Linked DNA regions of Sus scrofa: region 1 is linked to region 2. A link is a contact called in public Hi-C data. All regions are on one chromosome and are shown on one strand. The core of a region is the stretch at or near the end of the contact, and the rest is flanking DNA. Distances in the headings are between cores, read along the strand shown. Region 1 overlaps TPD52 (tumor protein D52). Region 2 overlaps PAG1 (phosphoprotein associated with glycosphingolipid-enriched microdomains 1).

The links. Hi-C and Micro-C count contacts between places; a contact is called where the count stands out from the background.
Region 1: a Hi-C map of embryonic fibroblasts shows a contact between it and region 2, with 2.2 times the contacts expected there. The contact joins two enhancer-like sites. A contact is called at or near these places in 9 of 47 Hi-C or Micro-C datasets (embryonic fibroblasts, fetal heart ventricle, fetal skeletal muscle and 5 more).

The regions. Positions count from the first base shown.
Region 1 is chr4:56,552,004-56,558,013 of Sscrofa11.1, reverse strand. All of the region lies in intron 1 of TPD52 (tumor protein D52), which reads right to left. Among named protein-coding and RNA genes, the nearest start is that of MRPS28, 53 kb to the left of the region's middle. Within about 2 kb of position 1,988, at least 17 of the 83 cell types and tissues checked have an H3K27ac peak or open chromatin away from gene starts, as enhancers often do. A contact at or near this core is called in embryonic fibroblasts, fetal skeletal muscle and skeletal muscle, where this site is marked.
Region 2 is chr4:55,590,351-55,595,946 of Sscrofa11.1, reverse strand. It overlaps PAG1 (phosphoprotein associated with glycosphingolipid-enriched microdomains 1), which reads right to left. Exons shown (of 9, transcript XM_021089173.1): 4 at 4,193-4,399; 5 at 2,190-2,241; 6 at 542-638. The coding sequence starts at 4,317. Among named protein-coding and RNA genes, the nearest start is that of PAG1, 140 kb to the right of the region's middle. Within about 2 kb of position 2,171, at least 20 of the 83 cell types and tissues checked have an H3K27ac peak or open chromatin away from gene starts, as enhancers often do. A contact at or near this core is called in embryonic fibroblasts, fetal skeletal muscle and skeletal muscle, where this site is marked.

The sequences.
Region 1 (6,010 bases), core at 739-3,238, 960 kb before region 2:
GTGCTCTGATCCCAAAGCTTCAGCCCTGTACAGTATCTGGGGCACTGTGTGTGTCACACAGCAGTTGCTCAGCAGCATTCTGAATAAATAAATTGTAGGAAGACACCCTGTGGAGTTAGAAGGAGAGATAAGAACCCAATCTCCCGTCATTGTCTACACTGCCTCTCTTTTCATTTTATATATTTCCTTCCCACTGCACTGCTTTCCCCTACAAAGGATTTTCCTATTTGAAACAGACATAAAATGTCACTTTTCTTTTGCTTTGTTTTGTTTTTGCTTTTTAGAGCCACACCTGCAGCATATGGAAGTTCCCAGGCTAGGGGTCGAATCGGAGCTACAGCAGCCGGCCTATGCCACAGCCACAGCAACTCGGGATCTGAGCTGCATCTGCAACCTACACCACAGATCATGGCAACCTCAGATCCCTGAACCACTGAGGCCAGGGATCAAACCCGAATCCTCATGGATACTAATCGGATTCATTTCCACTGCGCCACAATGGGAACTCCCCAATGTCACTTTCCTAAAGAAATACCACTCTGTCTCATACATAATCTACCAAAAGATTGCTACGACTTGGGGCGGGGTACCTGTCTTCATTTATAGAGAGTGTGTACACAGCCAAACGCATGAGGGTTGAATAGTGTGGCTCAAATGACACCACAGCAGGAAGAACAGACATCAGCCACACCCAAGAAAATTCAGTTAGGAGGAAAGAAGTGGCCAGAAAAGCAGTCTAGGATACCAGCTCTTAAAGTCAATGTTAAAACACTATCTACCCAAGAAAGAATTTGTAAGATTATCATCAAGCCCTAGAAGCATCTCTGGAAAACAAAACTGTATACACCTTTCTTACGTAGTCTTCAAAGAGGCAATGAGAGTAGGAATAAGAAACTAGTGTCTCTAGGATCCTTTTCTTTAAGCACATACAAGAAGTATGTGCCTCTGTTTTTTCACCTAGGGACACCAAAAACAGTACAACATATAGTTCAAAATATCTGTAGTGGTCATATCCACAAAGATCACAAGATAAAGGTTTTTTTTTTTTTTTTTTTTTCACTTTCAAAGTCTCTGCTCAGGGCTCCAGCTTTCTGGGTCTTGTTCTTTGTTTCCAAATGTGACAAAATCCAGAAGAGGGGGAGGAATACTTGGAGGTGGCCACATCAAAGTGGCTCTCCTTAAGAGACCCTAAAAGCAAAGGATCCACTTAAGACAAAGCTTCCCAGATGTGACAAGATGGACATTTTGAGCCAGACCTTCTTGGGGGGAGAGGCTCTCTCCTAGGCATCGTCCTGGGGGTGGTCCAGGCATCCACTCAGTTAGGGTCTGCAGCAGCCCCTCCCCACACTCAGAAATAACCACCAAAATTGTCTTCAAACCTTCTCCAGATGTGGCCAGATGCCTACCCGGGGTGGGGGGAGCAAAAGTGTCCCCCCGACTTAACGCAAGGAGGTCTCTGATACCTGCTATTTGACACCAATTAATCTTTATTTTTAAAAATTAATTAATTTCATTATAGCTGGTGTTTACAGTGTTCTGTCAATTTTCTACTGTACAGCGTTTTGACCCGGTTACACATACATGTATAGATTCATCAGAAGTGATTAGACATAGTTCCCAGTGCTATACAGCAGGATCTCATTGCCCACCCATTCCAAAGGCAACAGTCTGTATCTACAAAGGGATTCGGGAGCATGGGGCCATGAAACTTGGTCTCATCTGTCACTTCCCCCTACTTGCTCATGGTGAGAACAGTCAAACCTTAGGAGAGAAAAAGGAGGCAACTCATCACTGTCGAGGTGGCGAGGAACAGGAAAGCTGAGGAAACCAGAGTCACTCCATTGGGAAAGAGCCAGGAGCCTAGGAGAGGAACTGGGCAGTGACCGGGTCATTAAAGAGGAAATTCCTGCAGGCCGGGAGCGGGGCAGGCAGCAGGGATGGAAAAAGGACAAAGAGAGCTTGCAAGTCAAATGGGACTCAGATCTGAAAGCAGTGGGGCCCTGAGCAGCGGTCAGCTTTCTGCCCAAGAAGGTCACCCTCCCCACATAAGAGTGGAGGAGGAAGAGAGATGGCTAAGGAAGAGCATTAGAATTTTCTTTCTTAACTAAAAATAGAACTACCATTTGATCCAGCAATCCCACTCCTGGGCATCTATCCAGAGAAAACCATGACTCAAAAAGACACATGTGCTCCTATGTTCATTGCAGCACTATTTGCAATAGCCAAGACATGGAAACAACCTAAATGTCCATCGACAGAGGAGTGGACCAAGAAGATGTGGTACATATACACAATGGAATTATTACTCAGCCATTAAAAGGAAAGAAAGAACGGCAATTGCAGCAACATGGATGGACCTAGAAATTATCATGCTAAGTGAAATCAGTCAGATAATGAGACACCAACATTAAATGCTATCACTGACATGTGGAATCTGAAAGAAGGACACAATGAACTTCTTTGCAGAACAGATACTGACTCATAGACTTTGAAAAACTTATGGTTTCCAAATAAAACAGGTTGGGGGATGGGGGATGCACTGAGGGTTTGGGATGGAAATACCTTCAAATTTGTTTGTGATGATTGTTGTATACCTATAAATGTAATAAAATTCACTAAGCAATAAACAAAATTAAAAAGAATTTTCTTTCTTTCTTTTTTTTTTTTTTTTTGTCTTTTTAGGGTTGCACCTACAGTACATGGAATTTCCCAGGCTAGAGGTTGAATCAGAGCTGAGGCTGTTGTCCACAGCCCCAGCAATGCCACCAGGAGAAGTGGAGGCCAGGGATCGAACTTGCATTCTCATGGATACTAGTCAGGTTCGTTACCACTGACCCACAGTGAGAACTCTGACTTTAGAATTTTCAAATGCCTCATGTGCTCCCTCCAGAGACTCCTACACTGACCCCTGAATCACTTTCACCTTTAAAAAAGAGAGAGGAGGGAATCTTTAGTCAGTTATTTCAAAGCCAGCCATCCCCTCAACTCCAGTCAAGTGTAAAACTAGGAACCAGGACACTCTATGAAACAGGGGCAGGTGCTGAAAGGTCAACCACTGAGGAACTTAGGGATCCCCAGAGGGGAACTCATTCCATCCTTCAATTTCCTCTGTAGCAATAAGAAGGTTCTACATCAATTCTGCTCCGACTTTTATTTTGTAAACCATATATGTACTATGTAAGATCTTGACAATCATGAAAAACTTTCAAGAAGTGATAACCACTTCCCTAAAAAAGAAGTGAGAATGACACAGAGTAGAAATCAAGAAAAGGAATAAAACAGAAGGAAAAGGACTCTGAGCTAAGGGATTTCCCTTTGATATTTTTCAGTGTTTTTAGAATTTCAAATAGGACAGCATAAAACTAAAATGTCAGATTTTTATATGGATCCTATTTTCTCAAACACTAGAAATAACCAAAGTGCTTTTTTTTTTTTTAAATAAACCAGGGCTAGAGTTTCTGTTGTGGCTCAGTGGTTAACGAACCTGACCAGGATCCAGGAGGATGCAGGTTCGATCCCTGGCTTCACTCAAGGTTAAGGATCCGGCATTGCCATGAGCTAAGGTGTAGGTTGCAGGTACGGCTCAGATCCCGCCTTGCTGTGAGCTGTGGTGTAGGCCAGTGGCTATAGCTCCGATTCGACCCCTAGCCTGGGAACCTCCACATGCTGAGGGTGTGGACCTAAAAAGACAAAAGACAAATAAATAAATAAATAAATAAATAAACAAACCAGGGCTGCATCTTTCTGTACATTAGAAAAGTCTTAAGAGGAAGAGTGAATCTACATAAATAACATTTGGGAAGTTACCTTGTAGATGTTCATGGAACGGAAGAGAAAATGCAGCCATGGACACTGGCTGGAGACCCCTCTGCTGTCCACACGGCAACATGGACAATTCAGGTCTAAGCGGCCCATGATGAATCAACAAACCACCCCACAGTGAGACCCTTGACCAAAGGAAAGAGTAAGCTTTGAATGATTAACCTGTTCTGTGATATCTGATACCAAAAGGTGGAGATTTCCTGTGATCAAAACACAAAATGGGGAGTTTCCTTCATGGCTCTGTGGTTAAGGAACTCGACTAGTATCCATGAGGATGCAGATTCGATCCCTGGCCTCTCTCATCAGGTTAATGATCTGGTGTTGCCTGAGCTGCGGTGGAGGTCGAAGATGTGGCTTGGATCCCGAGATGCTGTAGGCTGGCGGCAATAGCTCCAATTCAACCCCTAGCCTGGCAACCTCCATATGCTGCAAGTGCAACTCTAAAAAGCAAAAAAAAAAAAAAAAAAAAAAAAAAAAAGGGCTTAAGAACTGAGAGTGAGTGTGAGTCCCCAACTTAGGCTAAGCTTTGGGACTTGGGAACTTCTCAACACCTCTCCTGGCCTCAGTGTTCACATCTGTAAAACGAACTGCAGTGTGATTTAGTCTTTGCCAGTTCAGTTACATTTCATTCATGCATTCGTGCATTCATTCATTCATTCATTCAACCAACACATATTTGTTGAGCCATAGCTGTCAAGCACTATTCCAGGTGCTGGGGAAAAGCAGTGAACAGAAAACTGGCATCCCCTAATGGAGCCTGTCTTCCAGATTCTGCAATCAGTGTTTTGCAAATTTATAGGCTGTGAAATCCAAAGGAGCATTTTTTTTTTTTTTTTTTTTTTTTTTTTTTGTCTTTTGCCTTTTTAGAGCCGTACCAGAGGCAAATGGAGGTTCCCAGGCTGGGGGGTGAATCGGAGCTGTTGCTGCCGGCTTACACCAGAGCCACAGCAACGCAGGATCCAACCTGCGTCTGTGACCTACACCACAGCTCACAGCAACGCTGGATCCTCAACCCACTGAGCGAGGCCAGGGATCGAACCCGAAACCTCATGGTTCCTAGTCGGATTCGTTTCCCCTGTACCACGATGGGAACTCCCCAAAGGAGCATTTTTAACAGAAGAAATGGAATGATACAGAATATCAGAGTGCGCTGCACACAGGAAGGACAAGTTTTGTTTCGGAGAATTCTGCTTCAGCTATTGACGTTTATATCCATGAGGGTTGTAGATCAAGACGAATAAGGCATTTTTCAACGTGGGCTGCTTGTACCAAGGGAGTATTCAAGTGCCTGATAAAAGATCTCTTTTTGTGCCAGCAACTGGTCCTTCACTGGGATTTCTTCTTAGGAACCTTCTGCCCACTGATTAGATCTCATTACTTTCTCAGTTGCCCCACAATGGTATTTTGGATAAACATCAAAGAATATGGTGTTCAGATCAGTGTTTCCAGCCTTTCTGAGAAGGATTCCTTTTAACAGCAGTTCTTTCTGTGCACTATTACTTGTCTGCTGATTAGAAAAATACGTAGTGGTCGGCAGCTTCTGAACAAACTTTTTTTTTTTTTGCTTTTTTTTAGGGCCTCACTCTAGACATATGGAAGTTCCCAGACTAGGGGTCAAATAGGAGCTACTGCTGCCAGCCTACACCAGAGCCACAGCAACTTGGAATCCGAGCCACATCTTTGACCTACATCACAGCTCACGGCAACACCGGATCCCCGACCCACTGAGCGAGGCTAGTAATCAAACCCACATCCTCATGGATACTAGTCAGATTGGTTCCGCTGCGCCACGACAGGAACTCCTGGATTTATAATATATGTTTCCATCCTAAGAGCTCCTATCTAGGAATACAAAGGCTGCAAACACACAGAAGACAGGGAGTTCCCATTGTGGCGCAGTGGTTAACAAATCCGACTGGGAACCATGAGGTTTCGGGTTCAATCTCTGGCCTTGCTCAGTGGGTTAAGGATCCAGTGTTGCCATGAGCTGTGGTGTAGGTTGCAGATGCGGCTCGGATCCCGCGTTGCTGTGGCTCTGGCGTAGGCTGGTGACTACAGCTCCGATTCAACCCCTAGCCTGGGAATCTCCATATGCCACGGGAGCGGCCCTAGGAATGACAAAATAATAATAATAATAATAATAATAATAATAATAATAAAGAAGACAGTATTCATTCCATCTATGCTT
Region 2 (5,596 bases), core at 922-3,421:
CTTTTTAAGGCCACAATAGCGGCATATTGGAGGTTCCCAGGCTAGGGGTCCAATCAGAGCTGCAGCCGCCAGTCTATGCCACAGCCACAGCAACGGGGGATCTGAGCCACATCTGTGACCTACCCCCCAGCTCACGGCAATGCCAGAACCTTAACCTGCTGAGAGGGATCAGCGATCGAACCCGAAACCTCATGGTTCCTAGTCAGATCCGTTCCTGCTGCGCCACAATGGGAACGCCTATATTTCCTAGTTTTTTGAGCTACATTTTCCTTTTTCTTTTTACAGCTGCACCTGCGGCACATGGAAGTTCCCAGGCTAGGGGTCAAATTGGAGCTGCAGTTGCCGGACTACATCACAGCTACAGCAACACGGGATCCTTAACCCAGTGAACACGGCCAGGGATGGAACCCACATTCTCAAAGACACTACGTCAGGTTCTTAGCTGAGCCACAGTAGGAACTCTGAGCTACATTTTCTGAAATCGAGTCCTTTCTGAGGTGATAAGGCCTGTCTAGAAAGCTGGTATTCTTGCGGAACTTACTGTCACCGTTGGTGAGGGCCCCATTCTGCTCGCTGCTGGCAGGCGCATCTGTGGCCAGGCTGGTGACTGAACGGCTGAACATCTCCTTGTCAGAAGGCTGCGAAAACAAAAATGCCAACAGAATCAGACTATGTGGCAGAAGGGAACAGCCATGGCTTTTTCTTTTTTTCCTTTTTTTTTTTTTTTTTTCTTTTTTTTGCTTTTTAGGGCTGCAGGTGCGGCATATGGAGGTTTCCAGGCTAGGGGTGAAATTGGAGCTGCAGCTGCCGGGCTATGCCACAGCCACAGCAATGCGGCATCCAAGCTGCATCTGTGACCTACACCACAGCTCACGGCAACACCTGATCCCTGACCCACTAAGCGAGGCCAGGGATGGAACCCACATCCTCACGGAGCCTAGCTAGATTCGTTTCCACTGTGCCACAATGGTTACTCCCGCTTAGATTTAAATTAAGAGAAATGAAATAACCTCAAGTTCCTTAGCTGTACTAGTCACATACTACGTGCTCAATAGCCCCATGGGGACAGTGGTTGCCGGATCTCCTCCAGCTACAGAACACGTCCATCCTGGTAGAAGGTTCTGTTGGACAGGGCTGTTCTGTCTTCTTTTTGTCTTTTTAGGGCCGCACCTGCGGCATATGGAAGTTCCCAGATTAGGGGTCAAATCAGAGGTACAGCTGCCAGCCTACACCACAGCCACAGCAATGCAAGATCCGAGCCGCGTCTGCAACCTACACCACAGCTCAGGGCAATGCTGAAATCTTAACCCACTAAGCAAGGCCAGGGATCTAACCCGCATCCTCATGGATCCTAGTTGGGTTCATTACCACTGAGCCATGGCGGGAACTCCTAGGGCTGTCCTAAAATTTTAAAGGTCTTGAGAATCTTCCAAAGCCACCATCCAATGTCATGGGTTGACTTGTACCCTCCCCCAATTTCTATCCGTAAGTCCTGGCCCCCCAAACCTTAGAATTGACCTTATTTGGAAATAGGATCGTTGCAGATGAGACTGGTGAAGGTGAGGCTCTTTTTTTGTGAGGCTCCAAGGGGAACTCAGAGAGGGAATACATGCAGAAGGGGAAGATGGTATGAAGAGTGACACGGAGAAAGCCATGTGAGAGTGAACACAGAAACCCAGCATCGCTGGAACTGCCAGCTGACCACTAGAAGCTAGGAGAGTGGCCCAGAAAGGATTTGCCATGGTAGCTCTCAGGAGGAACCCCGCCACCACCCTGATCTCAAATTTCTAGCCTCCAGAAATGTGAGGTGATACATTTCTTACTTAAGCCACTCAGTTTGTGGTCCTTTGTTACTACAGCCCTGGCCGACTAACACACTCAGGCTGGAGCTGGGCAGAGGCAAACCAGAACATCCCTGTGGTAGGCTGGAGGCATTTGAAGATCTTTCCAGAAGGGGCACAAGTGCATATGTTTCAGAAATTCCTAAAAACCTGGCCAATGGCACAGGCCTCTAGCCACGGTGAATATAAACCTACAGAAGGAGGACACAGCCCAGGCAGACAGTTAACTCCAGCTGAGTTCCTTTCCTGGTTTCCTTCAGGTCCTAAGCCTGTAGGGATGGGCCGAGGTAAGTGGCTGATGCTTTAAAACACACACACACAGAGGCAGACATGCACACATGGGCTCACCACATTCATCAGATTCTCGTGGTCCCCGCTGTGCTGTCTTGGCTTCTTTTCTCTGAAACAGAAAAGGAAACGTCGCTGGGACATCCTCCTTGCCATCTGAGATCAAACATATGCTCCCCTTTCCGATCCGAACTTTTATCAACATTTAAATCTCCCTTTTAAGAACCCAGTTTATTTTGCCAAGGAAGCCGAAGCCAGACAATTTTCGCTGCCCCTCCTCTGCAGGCAGCGGGTTGGAGGGGGAGGGGGTCACGTCCCCACGAAGGGCTGGTCACCTCTCTCGCCCTCCCTTTCCTCCAAGAGTAGAAAATACAAGTTAAGGAGAGAACTGGGGAAGTTTCCTGACTGGAAACTGTTTATATCTAGAATACTAGAATGAGTTTTTCTTTCTTTCTTTTTCTTTTTTTTTTTTAAGGAAATCTGGACAATTCTCGTCTCTTCATTTTTCTTAATTCAGTCTCTGCAAAGTCACACACTGGGATGAGATGGTGAAAATAAAGAAAATACAACTTTTGGCGTGTTGAGAAGGGTACATGCTCTCAGGATGAGTCATAAGTACTTCCAGTTTATGGAAAAGTCCATCGAGTAAAAATAGAATTTATTTTTACTTGGGACAGGCTAAAGCAAGCCATCAGGAGGAGAGGGTGCGTCTCCCATTGATGTATAAGGCAACAGTGACACCTAGTGGGCATGTAAATGATTGCAGAGGCAGGCGCTCCCAGGCGCAGGGGAGGGAACACTGCACTAGAAGGAGACTCTTATTTCTTCAGCTTCCTGGCCAAGTCAGACTCTGTCCCCACCCTGGAAGCCTGGGTCCAAACCAGGCAGGGTTTCTGAGGCTACTTGAGTTCAGAAAGTCCGGATTTTCCCCTCTGGACAGAGACCTTAGGGCTGGAAGCCACATCCAGACATCCAAGTCCAGTTTTTATTTTTTTATTTTTTTCACCTCCAGTTTTTAAATGGCAATCGTCAGGTCTCTTCCAAGGTTATTGAGAAAGAGGCTGGAAGAGGGCTGCGCATGCTGCTAACAATGTCTGAACACCTGGAAAATCACTCCTGGTCAGAAAAGATTTTACTCCTCTCCAAGAAAATACCTCTTTTTTTTTTTTTTGGCAGCGGGATACATTTTATATGAGAGAATCAAAGAGGGGAGGAGGGAAGGGGGAGGGGAGGAGGAAAGGGGGAGGAGGGGAGAGAGAGAGTATAATTCTAAAAAAAAAAAAGACAAGATGAGCATTTATACACAGAGTGTCTTTTCGGAAAACAGATCTTTCTTAACTGCAATTCTAGATTACAAACCTTTCACAAAATGATCCCTCCAAAGCCACGCAGCAACGAAAATTCTCAGTAATTCTCAAGGGGCAGCAAAAACAGTGTCTTTAATGCACATTAAGATTTAGATTTAAATGTCTTAGATTTCCAAATGCCCACAGATGGGAAAAAACAACATAAATTCTGATCAGGAAGAGCAAAAATTTCCTCCTGGGAAGTTTCATCTACAGGGCTCTTCTGACTGCTCCCCAGCAAAATCAAATATGGTTTTTCATTGAACTAATAAAAAGTGTCCAAGGCCCCTTTGCGGCTGAGAAGTCAGCTAATTTTTTTTTTTTTTTTTTTTTGGTCTTTTTAGGGCTGTACCTGCAGCATATGGAGGTTCCCAGGCTAGGGGTCAAATCAGAGCTACAGCTGCCAGCCTACACCACAGCCACAGCAACTCAGGATCCAAGCCATATCTGTGACCCACACCACAGCTCACAGCAACACCAGATCCTTAACCCACTGAGCGAGGCCGCGGATCGAACCCATGTTCTCATGGACACTAGTCAGATTCATATTTGCTGAGCCATGATGGGAACTCCAGAAGTTGGCTAATTTTAACACACAAGTTTCTGGGACTGTTTATGCAGTGAGAGGCCATTCCTCACAGCTTTTTGTACAGAAAATCAACTGGGTCCAGGGAACCGTGTTATGTGTAGGTTCCTGTGGATAGGGCTGGCTCTCACCTGTCACAACTGGAACACAGAAAGATGAGGAAGGTGATGAGGAAGAAGGTGGCCACGGCCGCCAGGCTTTCCCACAGGACGATCTGCATTTGTCCCCCACTCAGCAAGCTGCCCTCGGGTCCCATGATGGCGGCAGAAGTGACACAGGCTGATGGAGTCCGTCAGTCGCTGCAAGGTGGTGACATGGGGGCAGAGGGCTGCGTCCTCCTGCAGAGAGAACAACGTGTGTTTCGATGTGAAATGCCTGAATCGGGGAGTGAACTCATGTCCAGGGGCGGGGCGAGGTGGGGGGTGGTTCTGAGCAGAGCAGGGAGGAGTGTGTGGAGTGTACTGGACTCCACTCCAAAGCCCCCCTCGGCAAGTCACCCCAACCTGTGGTCCAGGCCTTAGTTTACTCACCCCAAATGCAAAACAGGAGCATGCCGTGCCTTGATCAGTGTTTGAGGCAACAGATGTCTGATTATTTTGATATATGCGGGGACAGATTCTTTTTTTTTTTTTTTTTTTTTTTTTTTGTCTTTTTGCCTATTCTAGAGCCGCTTCTCACAGCATATGGAGGTTCCCAGGCTAGGGGTCCAATCGGAGCTGTAGCTGCTGGCCTACACCAGAGCCACAGCAACTCAGGATCCAAGCCGTGCCTGTGACCTACACCGAAGCTCTTGGCAATGCCAGATCCTTAACCCACTGGGTGAGGCCAGGGATCGAACCTGCAACATCATGGTTCCTAGTCAGATTCGTTAACCACTGTGCCACGACGGGAACTCCTGTGGGGACAGATTCTTAATGTCTTCAAATAAAGTAAATTTCCACGTACTCCACAGCAAATAAATAAGTGCTTATTTATTTATTTTCTTTGTCTTTTGTCATTTTAGGGCCACACCAGTGGCATATGGAGGTTCCCAGACTAGGGAACGAATCAGAGCTACAGCTACTGGCCTACACCACAACCACAGCAACACAGGACCCGAGCCGCATCTTCGACCTATACCACAGCTCACGGCAACGCTGGATCCTTAACTCACTGAGCGAGGCCAGGGATCAAACCCTTGTCCTCATGGATCCTAGTCGGGTTTGTTAACCACTGAGCCACGACGGGAACGCCAATCAAGGCTTATTTGGATTCTCCTTTTTTCGGCCAGAACAGTGTAAAGTGTTTATTACAGCTTTACAACAATGTCATCTGCCTCTTCCCCACCTATGTGTCCACTCCTCAGACCTGCTTCTCTGTGAGAGTGTTTAAGATGAACACAGTTAACAGAATGTATTTATGGTCACCTTCATAAACAGCTATCTATTCTGAGTCTGTGACTTAATATTTTGGGGACTGGCTCTCACTAAACTTTGTAAGCACTCGTAAGTCCACTTGCAAAGGAATGGATGAGAGTCTATGCTAAGAAGGCATCA